Linked DNA regions of Mus musculus: region 2 is linked to region 1. A link is a contact called in public Hi-C data. All regions are on one chromosome and are shown on one strand. Each heading gives the region's core, a stretch centred on a gene start, on an enhancer-like site or on the middle of the called end of the contact. The rest is flanking DNA. Distances are from core to core; before and after follow the strand shown.

Evidence for each region. A called contact is a pair of places that touch in the nucleus more often than the background predicts.
Region 2: a Hi-C map of liver shows a contact between it and region 1, with 2.6 times the contacts expected there. The contact joins two enhancer-like sites. A contact is called at or near these places in 1 of 15 datasets of contacts at CTCF or cohesin (the NIH/3T3 cell line), 2 of 484 Hi-C or Micro-C datasets (embryonic fibroblasts and liver) and 1 of 9 other capture datasets (embryonic stem cells).

Annotation. Positions count from the first base shown.
Region 1 is chr8:14,243,172-14,246,714 of GRCm38.p6, forward strand. The region is part of intron 2 of Dlgap2 (DLG associated protein 2); the gene reads left to right. Among named protein-coding and RNA genes, the nearest start is that of Gm26184, 28 kb to the right of the region's middle. Within about 2 kb of position 2,165, at least 4 of the 459 cell types and tissues checked have an H3K27ac peak or open chromatin away from gene starts, as enhancers often do. A contact at or near this core is called in liver, where this site is marked.
Region 2 is chr8:14,841,566-14,844,841 of GRCm38.p6, forward strand. Dlgap2 (DLG associated protein 2) reads left to right here. Exons shown (of 16, transcript NM_172910.3): 15 at 1,933-2,085. Among named protein-coding and RNA genes, the nearest start is that of Cln8, 45 kb to the right of the region's middle. Within about 2 kb of position 1,351, at least 22 of the 459 cell types and tissues checked have an H3K27ac peak or open chromatin away from gene starts, as enhancers often do. A contact at or near this core is called in liver, where this site is marked.

The sequences.
Region 1 (3,543 bases), core at 915-3,414:
GCAGCATTCATGGTGCAGGAGGAGCTGAGAGTTCTACATCTTCATCTGGAGGCTGCTAGTAGAAGACTGACTTCCAGGCAGCTAGGGTGAGGGTCTCAAGTCTACATTCACAGTGACACACCTACTCCAACAAGGCCACACCTCCTAAGAGTGCCACTCCCTGGGTCAAGCGCATACAGACCATCCCAGCTGGTCACATGCCTGCCCCACAAGCATGAGTTTGGATCCCTAGAGCCCATGTAATATTCAGGAACTAGAAAATCTGCAACCCTGCTCCTAAGGATGCAGAAACAGGCAAATCAAAGGAGCTTATTGGTCAGTCAGTCTAGCCAATTGGCAAACTCCAGGCTCAGTGAGCAGCATGTACTTAAAAAATAAGGTGAGGACTGGAGAGATGGCTCAGCAGTTTAGAGGACTGACTGCTCTTCCAGAGGTCCTGAGTTCAGTTCCCAGCTACCACATGGTAGCTCACAACCATCTGTAATGGGATCTGATGCCCTCTTCTGGTGCGTCTGAAGACAGCTACAGTGTACTCATATACATAAAATTAATAATTCTTAAATAAAAAATAAGGTGAAGAGATTGAAGAGATGGCTCAGTGGTTAAGAGTATTTGATGTTCTTGCATCTTCCAGAGGATCTGACTTCAGTTCCCAGATAGTTCCCAGCCTTCACAGAGCTCCCATTTGTGCAAGTCAGAGAATAATGGAGACAGCCTCCCAAGGGGAAAGATGAAGAAGCCAGTTTGAGACCAAGTGACGGAGCTAATAAGTGAGAATGTTTCTGAAGTGTGGGGATTGAGCTGAGATATCCTGTAGAGTCTTCCAGACAAAGAATGTTATGTGCAAGGAACCCCAGGTCATACATGTGTCCTGCACATGGAGCAGTGAGGGACTGGTGCCGCGGACCTTGAGCAGGCTGTGATTGGCAGCTCTGATCAGGTCATGTCTGGCCTTTCAGCCCTTTAAGATCTAAGTGCTCCTGGGAACTGTTAGGAGGGGTTTGGGGAAAGTATAGTGTGTGCAATGTAGTATATGACATGACTTCTGAATGGAGAGATAATTCTAGTCTTGTTCCAGTTGCAATGCTAAATACCATGATCAGAAGCAACTTTTGAGAGAAGGGAGTTTATTGGGCTTACAATTCCAGGTTATCATTCTTGTTTGCTGGGACGTCAAAGTGGGGACTCACTGGGTGACGTGCACCACCAAGAGCAGAGAGAATGATGGATGCACGGGTCCCTGCTTGCTTGGCGCTTCTGTTTAACTACCTTCCTTCACTCTTTCACAGATCAGAGCCCAGCTCAGTGAAAGAGTACTGTATGTATTCGGTGTGGATGTGTGCACCTTTCCTTCAATTGACTACCAAGATAACCCCTCAACTCCCTGCTATATCCATGGGCCAATCTGACTTATGTGACTCCTTGGAGGAAGCTCTTCTCACAGGGGATTCTAAGTCATGGCCAGCTGACAATTCAAACTCATCGTGGGGACTTATAGGGGTGGCTTTCTGAAGACAAGGTTTCTGGACCCATGGACCTCACTAAGGTGAGGGAGGAAAGGAAGTTGGCTGGGCGGCAGTGGTAGGTGCTTATTTAGTCCCAAGAATTGATGCTGGGTTCTGTGGGCTGAGGGCTGGCGTGGAGAGGAGGTGGGCAGGGCGGAGGGTCCTGCTACAGAAGCTGGGGAGAGGTGGCAGGTAATCTGAAGGTTAGTTACATGCAATGGGTTCATTCAAAGCTGTCCAGGGATATCTAAGCGCTGAAAGGGAGTGGGCAACTGGACACATACTTCTGAAGTTAGACAAGGGAGGCTTGGAGGAAGGGATCAGAAAGACAGCAAGAGTGTCATACAGGGGGGAGGGAGGGCGGTGCATGAGGTCAGGAGTGATGCCCGGGAACATTGATTTAACCTCTGTCCCAGTTGAACTCACTGGTGATGTGGCAGGAGTCCCTTGGGTTCTGGTGAGGGAGGGGTGGTGGGGACCAGACTTTACTCATTTAACAAGGTGACAATTCAGCATTTTACAGCATTCTAAAACTATTCACCACAGCTTCCACGAGAGCTGCGAGTTTCTGAAGCCACGTGGTATTTGCAGCTTGTGGTCGCCAGTGGTTGAATGTGCTTTGGGTAACTGGGGGAGAAGGGGGTGGGGCTGGCCAGGGGTGGTGTCCTCACTTGAGGCCAGTGCTTCTGGTGGCTTTGCCCTTTCTAGTGAAATTAATGAGGAATAGAAATTGGGCTTCTCTCATGATCTGAATTATTATTTCCCATCTGTTTTTGGGAAAACAGCCTCTTACTCGATTCCTGACTTCATCTGCCTGTGGTTCCGGAAGCTCAAGCCTTGTGCCACTGCCGTCTGGAATCATTACATGCTGAGTTCTGCTACTGTTAAGCTCAGAAAAGTAAAAGAAAACCAAACTTCTGTAAAATTCATTTAATGGTTTCTCATAAGAAGGGAAATGTCTATTGAGTCTTTGGTTTTTTTTTTTTTTTCCCACCTGTAACAGTGATAACGATAGTTCTTAGACAATGGCAGTAAGCAGGTTGACTTTGGAAGTTCTTGCTATGTAATGTCTGCAGAGGTGGAGGACAGGTCTTCGAAGAGTGCCCCAGATCTGACTTTAGAAGGCAGAATGGCTTTTTCCCATGGGACAGTGCTCTAGGCTTGAGGCTGCATGTGAGGCTAGAATGCCTAAAGGCTCTGGGTAGGACACAGGTCCAAAGCCCCCTAAGCCAGGGCTTTGTGTGAGCCATGCCCAGAGGAGTACACTGCTAGTCCCTCAGGGGACAGGAGTGTGACACCAATCAGAGATGACTCCTCCTGTCTGTCCTTGGGGGAACCCTGGCTTTTTGACCCACCGGGACCCAGTTGAGTTTCCGATTTCTTTGCTGAGACCCAGATGAGCATCTTCTATGGATGAGGCTATTGGTCTTCACTGGCCCACTGGTGGATGACCAGAGTATTCTGATTGGCTGGAAGCTGCCAGTCTGGGCCCCAGGGCAGCAAGGTTGTGGGTGTGTTGAAGGGTTGCTGGGAAAACCTGTGGGATTGTATTTCTAATTGCAGGACATATGTCAGGGTTGTGCCTCTGTGTACGGGGAATATCCAGGGCTGGGTGGTGCCCTTGGAGGGAGAGGTCCAGTGCTGAGGTGGATGTTATTGCTGGGGGAAAGAAGGTGTCCTTGCTTGCATCCTCAAGCCCCCTGTGCTCATGCTTTCCAGACAGCACGTTCTTTATAGGAGGTATGGGATGGTGGGTCCCTGAATGCCTGCATTAAAGATCTATGAGGCCAGTCACTTTTTGTGTCATAGGAGCACATGGTTATGGTTGAAGGCATTACCCAACTCCCAGGACACATAGTTGCCTTGAAAACCACCTCTTTTTCAGAGGCAGAATTGAACATTCTGACCTGGTGCCTTAGAGAAACCCATCACCTTGGATTCTGTGAATCCTGCTTCTCTGAAGATGAGAGTGTCACTTCTGTGATAGGAAGGAGGGTTCTGTGAAATGAGAGCATGACAGAGGTGCTTTTGTGGCTTT
Region 2 (3,276 bases), core at 101-2,600, 600 kb after region 1:
TAGCCCATTAAAGTTCATCAGGACATTTCGCATGATAACACGGCACCTTTGGCATGAAGCTTTGTCGACATTTAAAGGGTGATCTGGAAGGTGTGCGACCTTGGGAGATGAAACTAGATAAATGTCTGGCCATTATGTGTGGCTCTGCCTTCCTCTGCGCACTACCTATGCAAGATTAGATTGATCATAAGGAATGCTATTCTGTGTAGTTGTACTCAGGGTGGCCAGACAGCCTCTGAGGCCTCTCGGTTCAGATCATTCTGCAGGGGGGACAAAGCTCACCCTTGAGCCTCTTAATTGCACCCCTCTTCTGCACCTGATGGAGCTGATTTGGCCTTGAAATGACCCACCCTGACATCTTTGAAGCCTTGCAAGTTAAAAAAAAATCTGGTTGGCTATCTTCTTTTCTTTTGGTTTCTCTTTGGGACCTATGAGACCCTCATTGGAGGGCAGTGTCAGAAGACATAGGCGGAAGACAGAGCATATTATTTGCTCTCAAAGCCGTGGTTCATGGTTGCTGGGGCCACTGCTGGTAGTAAACATTTGTAGGAAGTTTGCCCATCCTTAAGTCTAGGAAATGACCCTAGGGAAAGACAGACACCTCTTCCTAGGTTTCTCCAAGCTGTGCAGGCATGGGCAATTTGTGATGTAGCTATAATGCAGCTATCCCTCTCCCACACACTCAAGCAGAATCAGACAGAAATCTTGGACTGCCAGAGTCAGCCTTAGCTTGGCAGACATATGGACAGACGTCGCCATCTAGTGTTTCAATGGAAGAACAGGCTCGAACAGCAGAGCCCAGCTCTGAACCCCACTTAGGAGGAAATGGAACTTTCACATTGTGAAAGTTCACCTTCTACCCTAGGACCCTCCCTGGTGACATAGGCTGTTACTTGAGTGCCTGTGAACTGGGAAGAGGCAATGGTGCCCAACGGGTATAGTTTCCACGTGAGCATTCACTCAGCTGTGAACCAAACAATGTTCAACCCAGACCACTGATGAAATGTGAACAATGTAAGCACTTTTGGACAAATGTTGATTGTGTAACTCTACAGAATAAGCCAGCCTCACACTGAGTTAGGTAACCACACACAGAATCGGTGCTTAACTGTCACAGTAAGAACCCATTGAAACAGGCTGGAGAGATGGTGGCTCAACGGTTAAGAGCACTGACTCCTCTTCCAGAGGTCCCGAGTTCAATTCCCAGCAACCACATGGTGGCTCACAACCATCTGTAATGGGATCTGATGCCTTCTTCTGGTGTGTCTGAGGACAGATACAGTGTACTCATTTATATAAAATAAATAATTCAAAAAAAGGGAGCCAATTGGACCATACACTGTGCAGAAGTGAGGTTCGTCTTAGGCTGAGAAGAAGCCCAGGTTCTGCCTGTGGATGGTGGAGTGGCACCCCTTGGACAGGCTGAGTTAAGTGGGAGGGGGTGTCCTTGAGTCTTTTGTTCCTTCAAGAGATTGACTTGACTCTCCATGGGAGAAAACTTAAATCACATTACCTTTTGAAGTCATGCTTAATCCTCAGAACTAGAGCTAGGACCCATCAAAATAAACACAATGAAAAAAAAAATGGCCATAATCCTAGTGGCCTACCCACAGGGCAATCCGTCCCATCTGATTAAGTCACATGGCTCTATGGCTTTCTTGAGCTGCAAACCATTTGAAGGATGGAACCCAGAGAGTCTGTACATGCTAGGCAAGTATTGTACCACTGAGCTACATTCTACCCGCCCCCCAGGATTTTCAAGTTGAAGCATTAAAGGGATATGCTACGTGTTTGTAAGCCACTGGCATGTGCCTGGGCTGAGGTGGTCAGGAAGAATCTCCTGCCTTGTTTCAAACGTGTGGGGCTTCTCCTTGAGTGACTTAAAGGAGAAAGAATAGACACCCCCCCCATAATGTCCCTGTGTTTCCACAGGACCCCAGCGCCATGCCAAGACCCACCTCACAGGATCTAGCTGGCTATTGGGATATGCTGCAGCTGTCTGTGGAAGATGTCAGCATGAAGTTTGACGAGCTGCACCAGCTGAAGCTCAATGACTGGAAGATAATAGAGTCACCCGAAAGAAAGGTAATGCAGTCATGTGATGCGGTGGTCCCAAGCTTGTAGGCTTCTGGCGCCTGCTCCGGTACCAGATGATAGCGGATTTCTCCACATTTAATACAGGAACAGATTGTGTGTGTGTGTGTGTGTGTGTGTGTGTGTGTGTGTGTGTGTGTGTGTGTGTGATGGAGGAGGGGTATTGCAAGCACATACACAAATGGCCAGGAATGGAATCCTAGGTTCGAGAATAGCAGTGGGTGTCTTGCTCTATCTCCGGTACACAGACATCTCAGAGACACCAGGAAAGATCCCTACATCTCTAATCTCGTTTCCTCCAGGGATAAATCCTGGCTCATTTTCATCCAACTTCTGTTTGGATTGTATTTAGCTGATCTCCCACAGGTAAGATCTTAGGTCTGGCTAAGATGACAATTGTCTTCTATCCAAATACACTTTACCTGGTACATGTAGGGAGCTAAGGGCGTGACTGCATTTAAACCTTTCGGAGCAGTCTGAGGGTGTGGTCTTCTGATGGAGCTTCATCATCCTTAAATAGGCTGAAAATTTGCATTAAGTCTGAATTTGGCTCCTGCTGCATGGTGACATCATCTCAGGAGAGCCCTGGAAGGCAGTCCAAGTCAGCAATGCATGTGTCGACTTACAAGCTCCCTAGAGATCTAATAATGGCCTGAATTTTCTAGACAGATATAGTCCATTAAATTGAGTTACGGCTAATGGGGCCAGCAAGATGGCCCAGTGGGTAAAGGTGTTTGCCATCAAGCCTTATGCTCTGAGGCCGGTCCCAGGATCTACATGGTGGGAGATCTAATTCCTATACATCGTCCTCTGACCTCCACACAGTGCACTGTGGCACATGTACACCCACATGCATCATCCATACATATGCTCACTAAATAAATGTGGTCCTTTTATTTAAAATTCCAGTTAGATGTGGTAGTAGTTTATGCCTGAGTTCCCAGAACGTGGAAAGCCAAAGTGGGTTTGTAAGTTTGAGACCTGAAATAAATCAGGAGACTCTGTCTCAAAATGAAATAAAGTCAAGTTACAGAGCAAACAGATCCATAATCGTTTGGAGAAGTACCACTTACTGCATGAGGGAGACTGTGTAGCTGCTGCTTAGGAGGAAAGACAGTGAGGGTGCTCACTGTCTGGGCTTCCTCACACAGTGCTGGTGGCTAGTGAGGCTCAAAGCCGCCA